Regions from separate parts of the Rattus norvegicus genome. Here all the other regions are linked to region 3. The links are chromatin contacts, called in public Hi-C maps. All regions are on one chromosome and are shown on one strand. The core of a region is the stretch at or near the end of the contact, and the rest is flanking DNA. Distances in the headings are between cores, read along the strand shown.

Evidence for each region. Hi-C and Micro-C count contacts between places; a contact is called where the count stands out from the background.
Region 1: a contact with region 3 is called in a Hi-C map of liver, with 6 times the contacts expected there. The contact joins two enhancer-like sites. A contact is called at or near these places in 9 of 12 Hi-C or Micro-C datasets (the A7r5 cell line, Schwann cells, frontal cortex and 5 more) and 1 of 1 datasets of contacts at active chromatin or transcription factors (oligodendrocytes).
Region 2: a Hi-C map of Schwann cells shows a contact between it and region 3, with 6 times the contacts expected there. The contact joins two enhancer-like sites. A contact is called at or near these places in 4 of 12 Hi-C or Micro-C datasets (the A7r5 cell line, Schwann cells, hepatocytes and 1 more) and 1 of 1 datasets of contacts at active chromatin or transcription factors (oligodendrocytes).

What each region holds. Positions count from the first base shown.
Region 1 is chr6:13,826,585-13,831,034 of GRCr8, reverse strand. All of the region lies in intron 10 of Prkce (protein kinase C, epsilon), which reads left to right. Among named protein-coding and RNA genes, the nearest start is that of Prkcel1, 100 kb to the left of the region's middle. Within about 2 kb of position 2,889, at least 3 of the 93 cell types and tissues checked have an H3K27ac peak or open chromatin away from gene starts, as enhancers often do. A contact at or near this core is called in liver, where this site is marked.
Region 2 is chr6:13,758,886-13,763,891 of GRCr8, reverse strand. The region is part of intron 11 of Prkce (protein kinase C, epsilon); the gene reads left to right. Among named protein-coding and RNA genes, the nearest start is that of Epas1, 140 kb to the right of the region's middle. Within about 2 kb of position 2,906, at least 16 of the 93 cell types and tissues checked have an H3K27ac peak or open chromatin away from gene starts, as enhancers often do. A contact at or near this core is called in Schwann cells, where this site is marked.
Region 3 is chr6:13,466,367-13,471,116 of GRCr8, reverse strand. No RefSeq gene overlaps it. Among named protein-coding and RNA genes, the nearest start is that of Tmem247, 14 kb to the right of the region's middle. Within about 2 kb of position 2,571, at least 47 of the 93 cell types and tissues checked have an H3K27ac peak or open chromatin away from gene starts, as enhancers often do. A contact at or near this core is called in Schwann cells and liver, where this site is marked.

The sequences.
Region 1 (4,450 bases), core at 1,640-4,139, 360 kb before region 3:
AGCACTTTCTGTGACTCTCCTAACAGCACACAGTCACCTTTCCTGTCCTCTCGAGCTCCTGGGTTGGAAGGTGAGCACTGCCGAGCAACTGAAAGCCTCGCCTAGTTCTTGTCCATTGGCATGGAGGGAAGGCCATTTGTGTGTGAGGACCACGCACTTCAGGGCATGCGTGCTGTAACTCTAACTGCATTTGGAAGGAATTGCTTTTCAGATGTCAGCAGAATTCCCTTTCTTTTCCCACTCCATTATTAAATACTTCTGTTGGGTCTTTATCCTCAAGGTCAAGATCTTGTTTTGTGGAGTGTTTTTGAGACAAGAATCTCAATACATAGCCCAGCTGGCCAGGAACTCACTCAGTCTCTACCTCTGGGATGCTGGGATTAAAGGTGTGCACCCCCTATGGTCCTTCCCCCATTAAAGGTGTGCACCCCCTATCTCCCTTCCCCCTGTTTATTAATGAGCACACAAAGACAAGGTGATGCCTCTGGCCTCAAGGAGCTTCCAGTTTCTAAGTGTGTGTGTGTGTGTGTGTGTGTGTGTGTGTGTGTGTGTGTGTGTGTCTGTTTGTGAGTATGTGTCTGTGTGTATGTGTGTGTGTCTGTTTGTGAGTGTGTCTGTGTGTATGTGTGTGTTTGTGTGTGTGTCTGTGAGTGTGTGTGTCTGTTTGTGAGTGTGTCTGTGTGTATGTGTGTGTGTTTGTGTGTGTGTCTGTGAGTGTGTGTGTCTGTTTGTGAATGTGCGTGTCTGTTTGTGAGTGTGTGTGTGTGTCTGTGTCTCTGTGTGTGTTGCCTATTTAAGTCCCATTACTGCTTCCAGGGACCCCTGGAGTGGCTCCTTACCTGGGCCTATCGTCTGTCCGGAAAACTTGCTTGCTCTTGCTTATGCCTTATGCAGTTGGAGCTGGTAGCCTTAAGAGGGCCATTTAGGACTGTCCTTCCTTTTAAGAGTGTGCCTTCCTTCTTGCCTGCTCATCTACATAAGTCCAGTGTCCCTCCAGATTCTGATCTTGTGTGGCATTCCAAAGGGCTAGGTGATGGAGACCACCATGGACCGTGGCCTCTCTCTGGGAGAGAATAGGGTAGAAGGTAGAGAGGGGAAACGTAAAAGAGGGGAAGGACTTCAGGGCTCTTGAATGATGAGATTAAACCTATAACATTTGGGGAGAGGAAGTATTTGTGACTTCCCTTCCTTTGTCTTGCTGAATCTGTTTCCCTTCACCAACACACGCATGGGAATGCTAGCTTAGCCAGTCACCTCAAATAACAAGAGCTGGGAGCTCTTCTCCTTGCCATGTATGTGACATCCACCTTCTTTTCCTCCCTCCCTTTCTCCTCAAAGACATAAGGAAGAATAGAACTGGTCAAGGCATTTTGGCATTTGGACTTTGCAGTTACCAAGAGAAGAAGCCAGGAAGCCATCAGCTTCTGTTAGGAACTCCAGACATACACTCATCGCACAACCTCATATTACCTGTTACATTGCGTTCAAATGAATTATGAAAATAAGTTATCCTTGTCGTTCGGGGTGCCATTTATGGACCCATCTGTCTCTGCCTCTCATAAATCTCCCATCCGGATGACCAGAGCACGGCAGAAGTTTCTGTCTGTGCTGGTAAGTTGCAGGCAACTGTTGTCACTGGCTGACCTTTGGTTATAAGTCCGTGGGAACCACAGCACAGGCTTCATAGATGGGGTGGAGTAGTTTGTTCTCCGGCGTGCTCTGTCTCAGGCTTAGAGGAAAGTGCTTAGAGCTTTGTTTCAGTCTGTGCTTTGCTATTTTGACCAAGTCGGCAGTGCTTTATCTCGTCCAAACAGAGATACAAGACACAGGACAACTGCTGATGGCTGACTCGGTTCTGTGCACTCAAAGAAGCGGTGTTACTTCTATGCATGGTCAGGAGTTAGAACATTATAAACTGCTTCCAGGCAGATGTGGTTGCAAAATAAAAAGATGAGTAATTTTTAATTACATTGCTTGCAAAAATAGGTGGAGTTATGGAAGTGCTCTAGAATGCAGGCTCTTAAAAGTTTGTTTTTTTTTAAAAAAAAAAAAGTGTGCATTTGAATTGGCTACCAATTCTCCAAGTATTTCTTTCAAGTATGTATTTCTTTCAAGAGATAAATTCCCAATCATTTCTTAATACTACCATGTTGGCAGGGCATGGAGACGTGTGTGTAGCACGAGTGAAGCCCCGGGTTCATCCAGCATCACACATGAGAGAAAGGGAGGGTATGTCATCAAACTGTACTTGAGTCAGTACCATATAAACAACTGCTGTGCACCGAGGAGTGTGATCCGTTCCTCAGAACAATTTGGCTCTCATGGTTTGCTGTGATGGGAGAGGTGTGGTGCTTAAAGCATCAGTTTAAAGATGAGAGAAATAGCCTGAGGTGCATCTCAGAGTCCTCCCTGCCAGGCTGGGGTAGACTGAGCCCAAGGCCATGAGTTTTGTTTGTTGGTCTTGGACTTTGCTGCCTGGAAATCTTGTTTGTCCTTTCTACCTGTTCTGTGTATGGGTTTTAGGCTTGCCCGAATTAGGAAATCTGGAGGATAGATATGTGCTGGTGCGCTGAGAGAAAGCCGGGGAACAGACAAACTTGCTTTGGAGGGCTTCTGCTGGCACCTAGCATATGCTCCCACAATACCTGCTGAAGACTGGCAATTACAAGCCCTAGTCAAAACTTCCAGTTAGTGCAAAGCAGATCTGGGAGGTCCAAGGTAAAGGAATTGCTCATCTCTAAGAAACCAGCTAACTTGATTCTTACTCAGCCTTCCTCCTGACACGGCAGACTAACGAGGTAATTCGAGGTAAAGGGAACGGTAAAAGTCGTATGCACTGGAAATAAGCCAGCGTCTCGTGTGCTTCCTCCCAGGTCAACATTGCACAAGAACACACCCCTCTTTCATAATTCTATGCATGAAGGGAGAGTTTCCATACTGGCTGAATGATCCTATCCTTAGCTGAGGTAAAATACCGCAGACAATCGAAAAACTTTTACTGGTTTGCCTCCCACTTTGCACTATTGATGGGTAGGTAGCATGTTGCTCTGGTAGAACACACTGACAGAAAGTAACTTGAGGAGAAAGGGGTTTGTTTCAGCTAATAGGTCACAGCCCCATCACTCAGGGAAGCCAAGGCAGGAAAGCCAAGTGAGAGGATCATAAAGGGCAGAACTGGAGCAAAGCCTGTGGAAGAATGCCTCTTACTGTCTTGCTTCCCTTCAGTTATCTTTCATATTTAGTCCAAGCCCACCTGCCTAAGGATGGCACCGCCCACAGTGGGCTGGGCCCGTCTACCTCAATTAGCAATCAAGAAAATGCCCTATAGATCCGCCGTGCACAGGTCAGTCTGATGGGGCAATTCCCCTGTTGAGGTTCCCTCATTCCCCATGTATTACGTTGACAATAAAACTAACCAGGGCATGTAGGAGCAGTCATTGGGATTTAAAAAAAAGAAAGGTTATACAGGAGTATAACTTAGTCCAGATGGAGAATGAATGACGAGAAGACACTTGTTTGCGTGAATCCCTTGAGGAATCAGTCAGTTAGACTGTAAGCATGCCCATTCTGCTGGTAAAGGCTTCAGGAAGACAGACCAGGGGCTCTTGGGAATCCAGATCTTAATACGCTGCTGCATCAGGCGTCTAGAAACCGCTGTTCACTCACCTCGGTAGCTCATGTCAGCTGTGCGGGGTAAAGATACGGCAAACACATCAGTCAGTAACTCTAATTGGTAATAGTTTATAGGTTGATGATTTCATTCAAGGATTTAAGAGCTGAGAAAACCCATTTGGAACACAGACACACACACACAAAAAAACCCTCAAAAACAAAAACAACAACAAAAACACCAGCAGACTAAATAGCAGTCTCTGATATCAGAATATAAGGTGTGTCCTAAGGTTGGCAGGTACCAAGTATCTCCATTAGTTCAAAATACGGCTGCCTGGAAAGTTTGTGCAACACAGGTTTGGTGCACGCAGTTCCCTGGGAGACATGAGAAGCCCTGGTTGCAACCATTAATACTGATGTGGTTTGGGTGTCAGCTCCTGTCTGTCCGGAGCTCGGAGAGATGAGACTGAATTGTTTAAGTGAAAGTTTTAGGTTAAACATACAAAGTAATGGATGTCATTGTGGCCTCTTCATATATTTCTGTCCTTGTCCTCTGCTTTCATTCATTCCTCTCCCTGCTTCCCTCCTCCATACCCTCTTCCCTCAGATTGCAATCTAGTTTACCAGAGGCCTGGGGGGTGGGGAGTGCACGCTAACCCACACCATTTGAAGTGTGAGTTCTACTTGGGAACGTTGCCCTGACTGGGAGCCTGTTAGAGAGGCGAGATTTTAGGGTTCAATCTAGGCATATGGAATGGGGATTGGATGGAGTTTCCTGGAATCTGTTTTTTTTTTTTTTTTTTTGGAAAGTTCCCATTTGAGTTTTCTATGTACTAGA
Region 2 (5,006 bases), core at 1,657-4,156, 290 kb before region 3:
CAAGGTGCTGTGGCCAACAGCTTCTGTACCGAGTCTCATCTCTGGGGAGAGGCGGTGCTGGAATGACAAAGGTCCCCAAGGCAGGACAGAGTGGCTGAATGTGAGGAGCTGTCTTGAGACCCATGTGGTTAGACAGAGGGGGAGAATTGGCAACAAGGAGAGTTTGAATCCCGTAGTGCGTAGGAGATACAGAGGAAGCCTGGTTGCACTGATCTCTTCCTGAGTGATGGGAAGACTAGGGTGGAGGCCACAGGACATCAGATGCGCCGCCTCTGGTGACTTAATAGTTCCCAATGATAGTATGTTTAAGTGGTTCTGTGTGTTACTTGGAAACATGGCTAGCAGGGATGGGATCTGAGGAATCGTCTCTTTACTTACTTGTTACTGTACCCATTCAGCCGACTACTATGGAGAGGCCATATTGTACCAGGCACTGTGGCAACTCAGAGGCTTCTTCCCCATGGAGTCATTCATTGTGCATGAAAGACACAAAGTGGGGCCAATGCTAGGACACCAAGGGCAGACACGGGAACCAGCTACAGACATCTGTGTCTCCTGTTTTGATTTTGAGGGGACATGGTAACTTGTGAGGCCAGGGACCAGACTGATGAAGGTGACACGGGTCCCCTCATTACACAGTGCCCTCAGATCTTAGGATACTACTGAATACATGCAGAACACGGGTTTAAAATTGCGTTTGGTTTGTTTTGTTTAAGTGCGCACTGACAAAGATTTGCTCCCAAGAGGAGATGGCAGCATTTAGTGTACAACAGTTAGGTTTGAAGGTTCAAGTCTCACAGCTTCCAGTTGCCAGTGGATCCTAACAATGTTAGGTCTTCAGCATGGAGCTAACCACCTCATCTCTCCACGTTTGGTCAGAGAAACACAGGGAAGCAACTTGTTTGACATCTCTGTCCTCAGATCTAGTCTGTACATCGGATCCCAAGTAGCCATTTTGATAAGTCCATGGTGACATGTACTTGGTTGGTGACATGACAAGGGGTGGGACACCAGATATGAATATCATGATGGCCTTGGAGCCTCTTCCCCATGACAGGGGATACAAATACCTGTTCTCCATCAACAGGGGTCAGGAAATTACCCAGCAAAAGCTAAGCATGTGCAAGCCTTCCTCGATGTGAACTTTAAAGAAGTTGTATTTTGGTTTTTGTGTGTGGTTTCAAGTGAATGCAAGTCCCCAGGCAGGTTAGAGGATGGAGTCAGGGTCTTTGGAACTGAAGTTACAGGCTGGTAGGAGCCACCTGCTGTAGATACTGAGAACCCAATTTGGGTCCTCTCCAAAAGAAGTGTGGGCTCTCACCCGCTGAGCCATCTATCCGGGCCCTTGCTATGGGTTTGTAGGAAGCAAGCATCGAGGCTTACAATCAGATAAGTTACTCTGCAGTGACTCCAAGCCCTACTTCCCGGGTACACCCCCAGGTTACTTGTCTTGGCTCTAAGCCAGCCATTTGACACCTGAGTCTTTAGCTGTCAGAACAGTAGGTGAAGGCCTGCTCTCCCTAGATAAGTCCGTGTGGTGAAAATGCCCTTGTCTGGCTTATCAGTTTCATCTTATAAATGTGTTTCCATGAGTCAGAACAGCCATCCTGTGGTAGCAGCAATGCTTGCTGTCCCACAGAAGGGCCAAGCGTGGACGCACTCAATTCACCTCAGGCAACAGGGCAAAGTGGTTAAGCACATGGAAGTGGTTTCCTGCCACCTGTGTGTCAGGGATCAGTTAAAAAATAAATGTCCCCAGACCCTTTTTTTTTTCTCAATTAGAAAAATGCAGATAAGAGTCCTCCCTGGAGGGTGTAGTAGGACACACATCCAGTTCCAGCCAGCTGGGAAGGCTGAGGTGGGAGGGACTCAGGAGTCTGAGATCAGCCTGGGCAATCCATCAAATTAAGAATCACGAAAGCAATAGCCTTCAAGATTGCAGGGCGGGGATAGATAAAAACTAGACGTTAGGAGTCAACAGTGGGCTTGACCTGAAAGCGTTTGGAGAAAATCTCTTTAAAAGGCAGTGATAGCTGGGCAGACACCACCGGGTGGTGGTGTGGACTTGGGGAATCTCAGAGTTTGAGGCCAGCCTGGTCTACAGAGAGAGTTCCAGGACAACCAGGGATACACAGAGAATCCCTGTGTCAAGGGATCAGAATATAAATAGATAGACAAATAGACAGACAGACAGATAGCAATGACTGGGGCCAGGAAATAGCTCTGTGGTTAACAGCACTGGCTGTTCTTGCAGAAGACGGGATTTGATTCCCAGCACCCACATGGCAGCTCATGACCATCTGTGACTCTGGTTCCACAGGACCCAAAAACACCTCTGGGCTCTGTGGGCACCAGGTACGCCATTTGGTGTGGATACCTACATTGTAGGTAAAATACTCCAGCACACAAAATATCTTATTTTTAAGAGACAGTGATGGCTGGAGAGATGGCTCAGTTGGTAAAGTGAGCCTGATACCCCAACAACCCATGCAAAGTGGTGGGGATGTGGCGATGCAAACCGTTAACCCTATAACTGCTAAAGCAACAGGACCCCTGAGGCCTGCTGACTCTAAATTCAGTGAGAGACCCTGCCTCAAAAAATACTAGGTGGAGAGTTACTGAAGAACCCCCCAATGCTGACCTTTACACTCAGAGGCACTCGTGTGCACACCCACTTCCCCCTCCCTCACCCTCCACATAGCAGCTCTTTGGATTTTAAATGATTGATCTGCAAAAATGTAGGTTTCTTCCTCTGATGAACACAGAACAAAACAGTGAATCACTCCACAGGCTTCATACTTCAGCATGCTTTTGTTTATGAAGATAATGGCTACCCCTTACTTGCCTCCCTGCTTGGCCTCATGTGGCCTTTGAGTGACTGAGCATTCTTGAAAGAGAGGCTGGGTTGTTGCCACAGAGGATGCCAGGCAGATGATACCAGCCAGTCATTACCATTTGCTACAATAGCCCGGGGCGTTTAACCAGAGGGCGTTTTGACTCCACAGAGAAAGCTCGCCTTTCTCCTGAGTGTCTTGTGAAATACTGGAGGTGTTTGGAAATGCGCCAGGAGCACTTCCATTCCTCCCTGACTAACCAGTCAGCCTCAGACAAGCAGTTTCTGCACCACCTGCCTCAAGAGTGATCCAAATGCTGGCACCCCTGAAATCATTTTCCTGATCTCTTATCTCAAGTAACTAAGAATTTCCTGTCAACTATGTGGCGTGGAGGCCTAAGCTCTGTGGAACAAACACTCGAGGGAGTGGAGCATTCAAACACAGCTTCTGGGTTTGTAGCAGCATGGGGTGTTCAGCACTTCTCCTTCAAGGTTTCAAGACAAGCACAGACATTGTCCCCATTTCTTTTCTGGTCTATTAAGTCTCAGGTACTAGCCATGTTCTAAGGACAAGTGGTTTATAGAAGGAATGTGGTCTGGCTTTCACTCTTGGGGAAGTTGCCACCAGTTTAGAAGAACTGTGTCCCAGGTGGGAAAAGTGACAACATAGGGGTACTGTGGAGAGGAAATGGGGATCCATGGAGTAGCTGCACTTCCGGGCCTGGCTCACCCCTCAGCTTTGACCTACATCCACCCCACCCTACCCCACTCCCCCAAGACCCCCTAGAGATCCCTGTGTGGCACCATAGTCTGAGATGTTTGCTCTTCTCAGTCCTGGCTGTTATGCCCAGGTCTACCCCCCCCATACACACACACCACCCCTCCACACATACACCACATACACACATACACCACCACCACCACACACACATACACACCCACCACACACCTACACACACCACCACCACCACCACACACATACACACATACACCACCACCACCACACACACATACACACCCACCACACACACACACACACACACCACCACCACCACCACCACCACACTTTTACTCTTTCCAGCAGAGGCAAACACAGAAAGACCCTGTGACTTGCTGGGATTTTTTTCTCACTGGGTTTGGTGGGAAAATCCCCCCTCACCTTGGTGACTTATGCAAAAGAGGATGTAGTGAATACTTCCTTTCAAAAATAAGAATAGCTATGGGATCACAGCTACTTACCTTACCTTAGCTGGGATGCATGCTTTCAATTTTGATTATTTAAAGACCCCTGGAGAAGAGCTTTCTCAAACCACCCTTCAGTCTTGGCAACCAAATTACACCAGTTCACATGTAAGGTAAGGAATCCACAAAGATCCTTTGGGCTGTTCACCCACCCAGCTAGGAAGCAGCAGAGTTAGGATTCGTGATCAGAAGCAGAAGTCAGGGCCACTCAGCATCTTGCCTCGCAGCAAGAACTGATAACTTCTGTTCATAAACTGTCATACAGGTATTGGATATTTATAGACAATGGGGGCTCAGAGGGGGCAAATCACAAAAGTCTTACTTCAGACCTCTGGAAAGACTGAAAAAATAAAACAATAGCTGTGTTCTTCAGCAGTGAGTTCGGGTACAGTAACTATAGCAACACGGGACAGCAGAGCTTCAGACAGACCCATCTCTGTGAGTCACCCAGCCATTCCCTTGATTCGATGCTAGTTTTGCTGGTTAAAACTGGCTGTTAGCACCAGGCATGCTGCTAGCCTCATGCAAGAGAGGGGAGGGGAGGGGAGGGGAAGAGAGGGGAGGGGAGGGGAGGGGAAGAGAGGGGAGGGGAGGGGAGGGGAGGGGAAGAGAGGGGAGGGGAGGGGAGGGGAAGAGAGGGGAGGGGAGGGGAAGAGAGGGGAGGGGAGGGGAGAGGAGAGGAGAGGAGAGGAGAGGAGGAAAGGAGAGGAGAGGAGGAAAGGAGAGGAGAGGAGAGGAGGAAAGGAGAGGAGAGGAGAGGAGAGGAGAGGAGAGGAGAGGAGAGGAGAGGAGAGGAGAGGAGAGGAGAGGAGAGGAGAGGAGAGGAGAGGAGAGGAGAGGAGAAAATGTCCACATGTGTGATTGATTGGCTAGAACTTAGCCACACGTCCATGCTCAGCTCCAAAGGAGACATTGAATTTTACTTTATAAC
Region 3 (4,750 bases), core at 1,322-3,821:
CTGGACTGGAAGAAAGAGGTGGCTCGCACTGCCTGTCTTAACTTCCAGAAAGTTCTCTCCCCCGCCTCCCCTTCTCTGACAGAACTCCCAGTCTCACTTCCTAAACAGAGCCTTCCAAACAGGCTCATTCCTCTCCCACCTTCAGAACAGCTGAGTCCTGCCATTGAGCGACAGAACACCTGCCTTCCTCCAAGTGCAGTCAAGAGAGCTCTGTCCCAGGCTGTGGCCAGAGCTAAGCAGAGAGCCCTGGCCAAGAGGCGACTACTTTTTAAACTGGTTGGCAGCAGAGGCTTAGCCAAGTGTGCATGCAGTCAGGGTGCTGAGTGGCCCCTGAAGGAACAAGAGCCCAGAGTGGGAGAGGAAGCCACGGAAAGGTCCTGTCTGGCTATAGGCTCTGCTTTGCTCCTTACACAAGTGACCACATGAATAAGATCCCTTTGTGGGCACATTAGGGGCTGAGCCTTCTGGCCACACCAGGATTTCCACAGGACTCCCTCTGTGACTTCCTAGATACCAAGGTCCTTCTCATCTCCCAGGGGCCTGTGTCAATTTTTCCTGCAGGCTGTGGTTGACATCTGTCCCCAGGTACCTTCTTAATCTCCCTGTCATCCACTGTTGCCCAGAACTGACAACTCCTAAATGGTTCCCTTCCCCCTGGATTTTCCCATTCCACTCTAATTTAAGCCACATTAATTCTCCAAATACTTATTTCCACACAGCCAAGTAGTTCCTTCCCCAAGGGCAATGACCATAGCTCTGTTACCACAGATGCTGCTCTTCATGGCACCCTATACACACACACACACACACACACACACACACACACACACACCACACACCACACACCCACACATACACACACACCACACACACACACACCACACACCACACACATACACACACCACACACACACCATATACATAGACATACACCACACACACCACACACACACACACACCACACACACACACACCACACACACACACACCACACACACACCATACACATACACATACACCACACACACACACACCACACACCATACACACACACATACACACACACCATATACATAGACATACACCACACACACCACACACACACACCACACACACACACACCATATACATAGACATACACCACACACACACACCACACACACACACCACACACACACACCATACACACACACATACACACACACCACACACACACCATACACGTACACCACACACACACCATACACACACACCACACACACACACCACACACACCACACACACACCATACACATACACATACACCCACCATACACACACCACACACACACCATACACATACACATACACCCACCATACACACACACCACACACCACACACACACACACCATACACACACACCATACACACACACCATACACACACACCATACACACACACATACACACACACCACACACACACCATACACATACACCACACACACACCATACACACACACCACATACACACACCACACACACCACACACACACCATACACATACACATACACCCACCATACACACACCACACACACACCATACACATACACATACACCCACCATACACACACACCACACACCACACACACACACCATACACACACATACCACACACACACACCATACACATACATACACACACACCATACACACACACACCACACACACCATATACATAGACATACACCACACACACCACACACACACACACCACACACACACACCACACACACACACTACACACACCACACACACACACCACACACACACACCATACACACACACACCACACACACCATACACACACACCACACATACACACACATACACACAACACACACACACACACACACACACACACACAGCTCTTGTATAAGCTGGAAAGCTGTGCCTCCCGACACCTAGAGATGTCTCACAGACCTCTCCCTGGCATTGTGCCTCTGTCCCCCCATTTCCCACCTGACACACCCTCCACCCCATCCTCTCCTTCCCACTAAGAGACCTGGCCCCCTTAATGTATACTCATTTGTCGTCTCTGCTGTCTCTGCACCCCCAGTGACCAGATGACAGGTAGATGTCAGCATCCCCATTCCTCTGGAGTAGAAACTTCCTACTGAGCTAAAAAGTTCTATCTCCCTCCTGTACAGCAATGAGTCCTCAGGCCAGCAGCATCCTCCGGCATTGTGCCTTCAATGAGAGGCAGAAGTACCAGGGTTCTGGGAAGCAGGAGGATAAAATAGGCAGAGAGGGACAGGGAGGGGAGGGGAGAGGGAGAGGGAGAAGGAGAGGGAGAGGGAGAGAGAGAGAAAACAGGCTACATTGGGGTGTCATTCACTCTTGATCCAAAAACCTGAGAAAAAGGCTTTCCAGTCAGCTAGGAAAAACAAACAAAGCCAGAATGGGGTCATCTGGAGGAAGAAGCCAGCCTAGCAGCTACCATACAATCAGAACCAAGTGGCCTCATGGATACAGCCCTGACACCATGCCGTGGAAACCTGAGGGGGCAGTGTTGCTGGTGTCCTGGGAGGAACTCTGTATTTCTATGTTATCGGCTGGGGGAGGCCTACAGCATTTGTTGGACTCTTCAGGCAAACACAGTGGCCAGATCTTCGAAACAGGACGCCTTTGTCCATGACTGACACCCTGGCCTAGAGCCCAGCTCTGCTTCAGGGGAGGATTTAGGTCACAAGAAAATGGGGGTGGGGTGGAGGGTGGCTGTAGCCTTAGAAATCTGTGTAAAAATTGGGGAGGCACTTCACCCCTTCCCAGGGTCACACCCTTGCCCTGTCTGACCTTACTTTGCATCACGCTGACTTTGAAGACACAGCATTGGATGGCCTCCTCAACCTCTTTTAAAAGCTATTTGGCAAATTCCCACCTGGCTGGAACCTCCCCCATCGATCTGTTACCTCTTTCTAGTCAGCTCAAATCATTGTGTAAAGCTTTCCCAACCTCCGTTCAGTATAAAGACCCGTGCAAACATGACCGGGAAGCCCCTGGAAGCCTCCAGTACACTGGAGAGTCACCAAGGACCACAAACTCGGACTGCTTTCCAAAGCCAGAGAGCATCTCAGACAAGGATGGTGCCCTGGCCTGCCGATGCTCCCCGGCTGTTTTGGCTTTAGAGAAAAGCTGCTGAAGATGTGAAAGCGGCTCTTGAAGAACGACCCAGTCACACCTGCTGTGATCTTTCCACTTCGGCTGCCCTTTCTAAACTGCTCCTTTTCACAGAGGTCAGCCCGAAGCCCTGCCTCCGAGGCCAGCCCTTATCCTCCGCGCATATTTAAAAGCGTTGGCAAACAGTTTTCCAACCCCTGTCTCTTAAGAGATGAGCTAACCGCTCACTCAGGCCTGGCGCTGAGCTAATGAACTGCGTGCCTTCCTGTTGGCTTTGCTCGCCATCTTCTGGACCGAAAGCAGTATTGCTACCAAGGAAGGGGCGGGCCCGGACGCTCCAGGGCTTCTTAGAGCAAACCCAAACACAGAAGACCAAGAGGAACTGTTCCTGAATACCAAGAGAGCAAGATTGAGCCTCGTTTTCTACCGCAGAGCTGTGCTCAACCACACACTTATTTTCTTTTGAGAAATCACTTCTGGAGCACCTGGCCTTACACTTTAACAAGCATGTGGCTGAACACCTACTATGTGCTAGTGGCCTGCTCGGACTGTGACAAGTAGTCACTAAAACACGTGTGCAAGTAAGCTGTGTCAGCACCCCTGAGCTGCAAGGAGCACGTGTCAAAGTCAGGGTTGAGCATAGTCTCTGCAGATTATTTTTACCGCCACTCTCGTGAACCCAGTATGAGAAAAGCAGGTTCCTCATGAGCTCCAGGGCTGGTCCCAAAGACACTGTACAGGTCTCAGCCCCAGTTCTCAGGGGAGCAGGTGGATGGAGAATGAGTCTAGAACCAGCGAACTTTGGAGACATCTGCGTAAGCCAAGGTGTTCCCTTTCCATTTACGGAGAGACTCTTGGGCCTGCCTTATGCAACTGTGAATTGCAAGTTGTTGTGGTAGGTGATTAATTCCACTCAAATCGTCCAGGCAGCCAAGGCAGCATGAGTTCCTGGCTACCTGCCCCAACCTTCTGGAGTCCCAAATGAAAGACACACACACACAGCATTGTGTTTAATATGCCTTAATCAGCTTAATGGCTGGGTCACTCCCAAACATCCATATGGCTAACACCTCCCTTCTGATACTCCCGAGTTATTACTTGCTAAAATCTATATTCCATCACTGTTGACCTAAACAGTGTGTGTGCGTGTGTGTGTGCACATGTGTGTGTGCATGTGTGCATGTGTGCGTGTGCATGTGTGTGTATGTACGTGTATGTGCATGTGTGTGTGCGTGCATGCACGTGTGCATGTATGTGCATGTGTGTGCATGTGTTCATGTGTGTGTGCATGTGGGGGGGGTGCTGCAGCCACTCTTCCCGGCTCTTACATGACTGCTATGCTATCTCTCTTCTGCACCCCTCAGGCCTGGTCTTTGTCCTCTCCTAACGTGCTGGTTCTCAACCCTCCTTCTTCCTTCTCTCTGTCCCACGACCCGCATATCCTGAAGTCCTGCCTCTGTCTCCCTGCCACCCATTGGCCACTAGCAACTTTATTTATCAATTAAACCTGACTGGAGGGGGTTGGGGATTTAGCTCAGTGGTAGAGCGCTTGCCTAGGAAGCGCAAGGCCCTGGGTTCGGTCCCCAGCTCC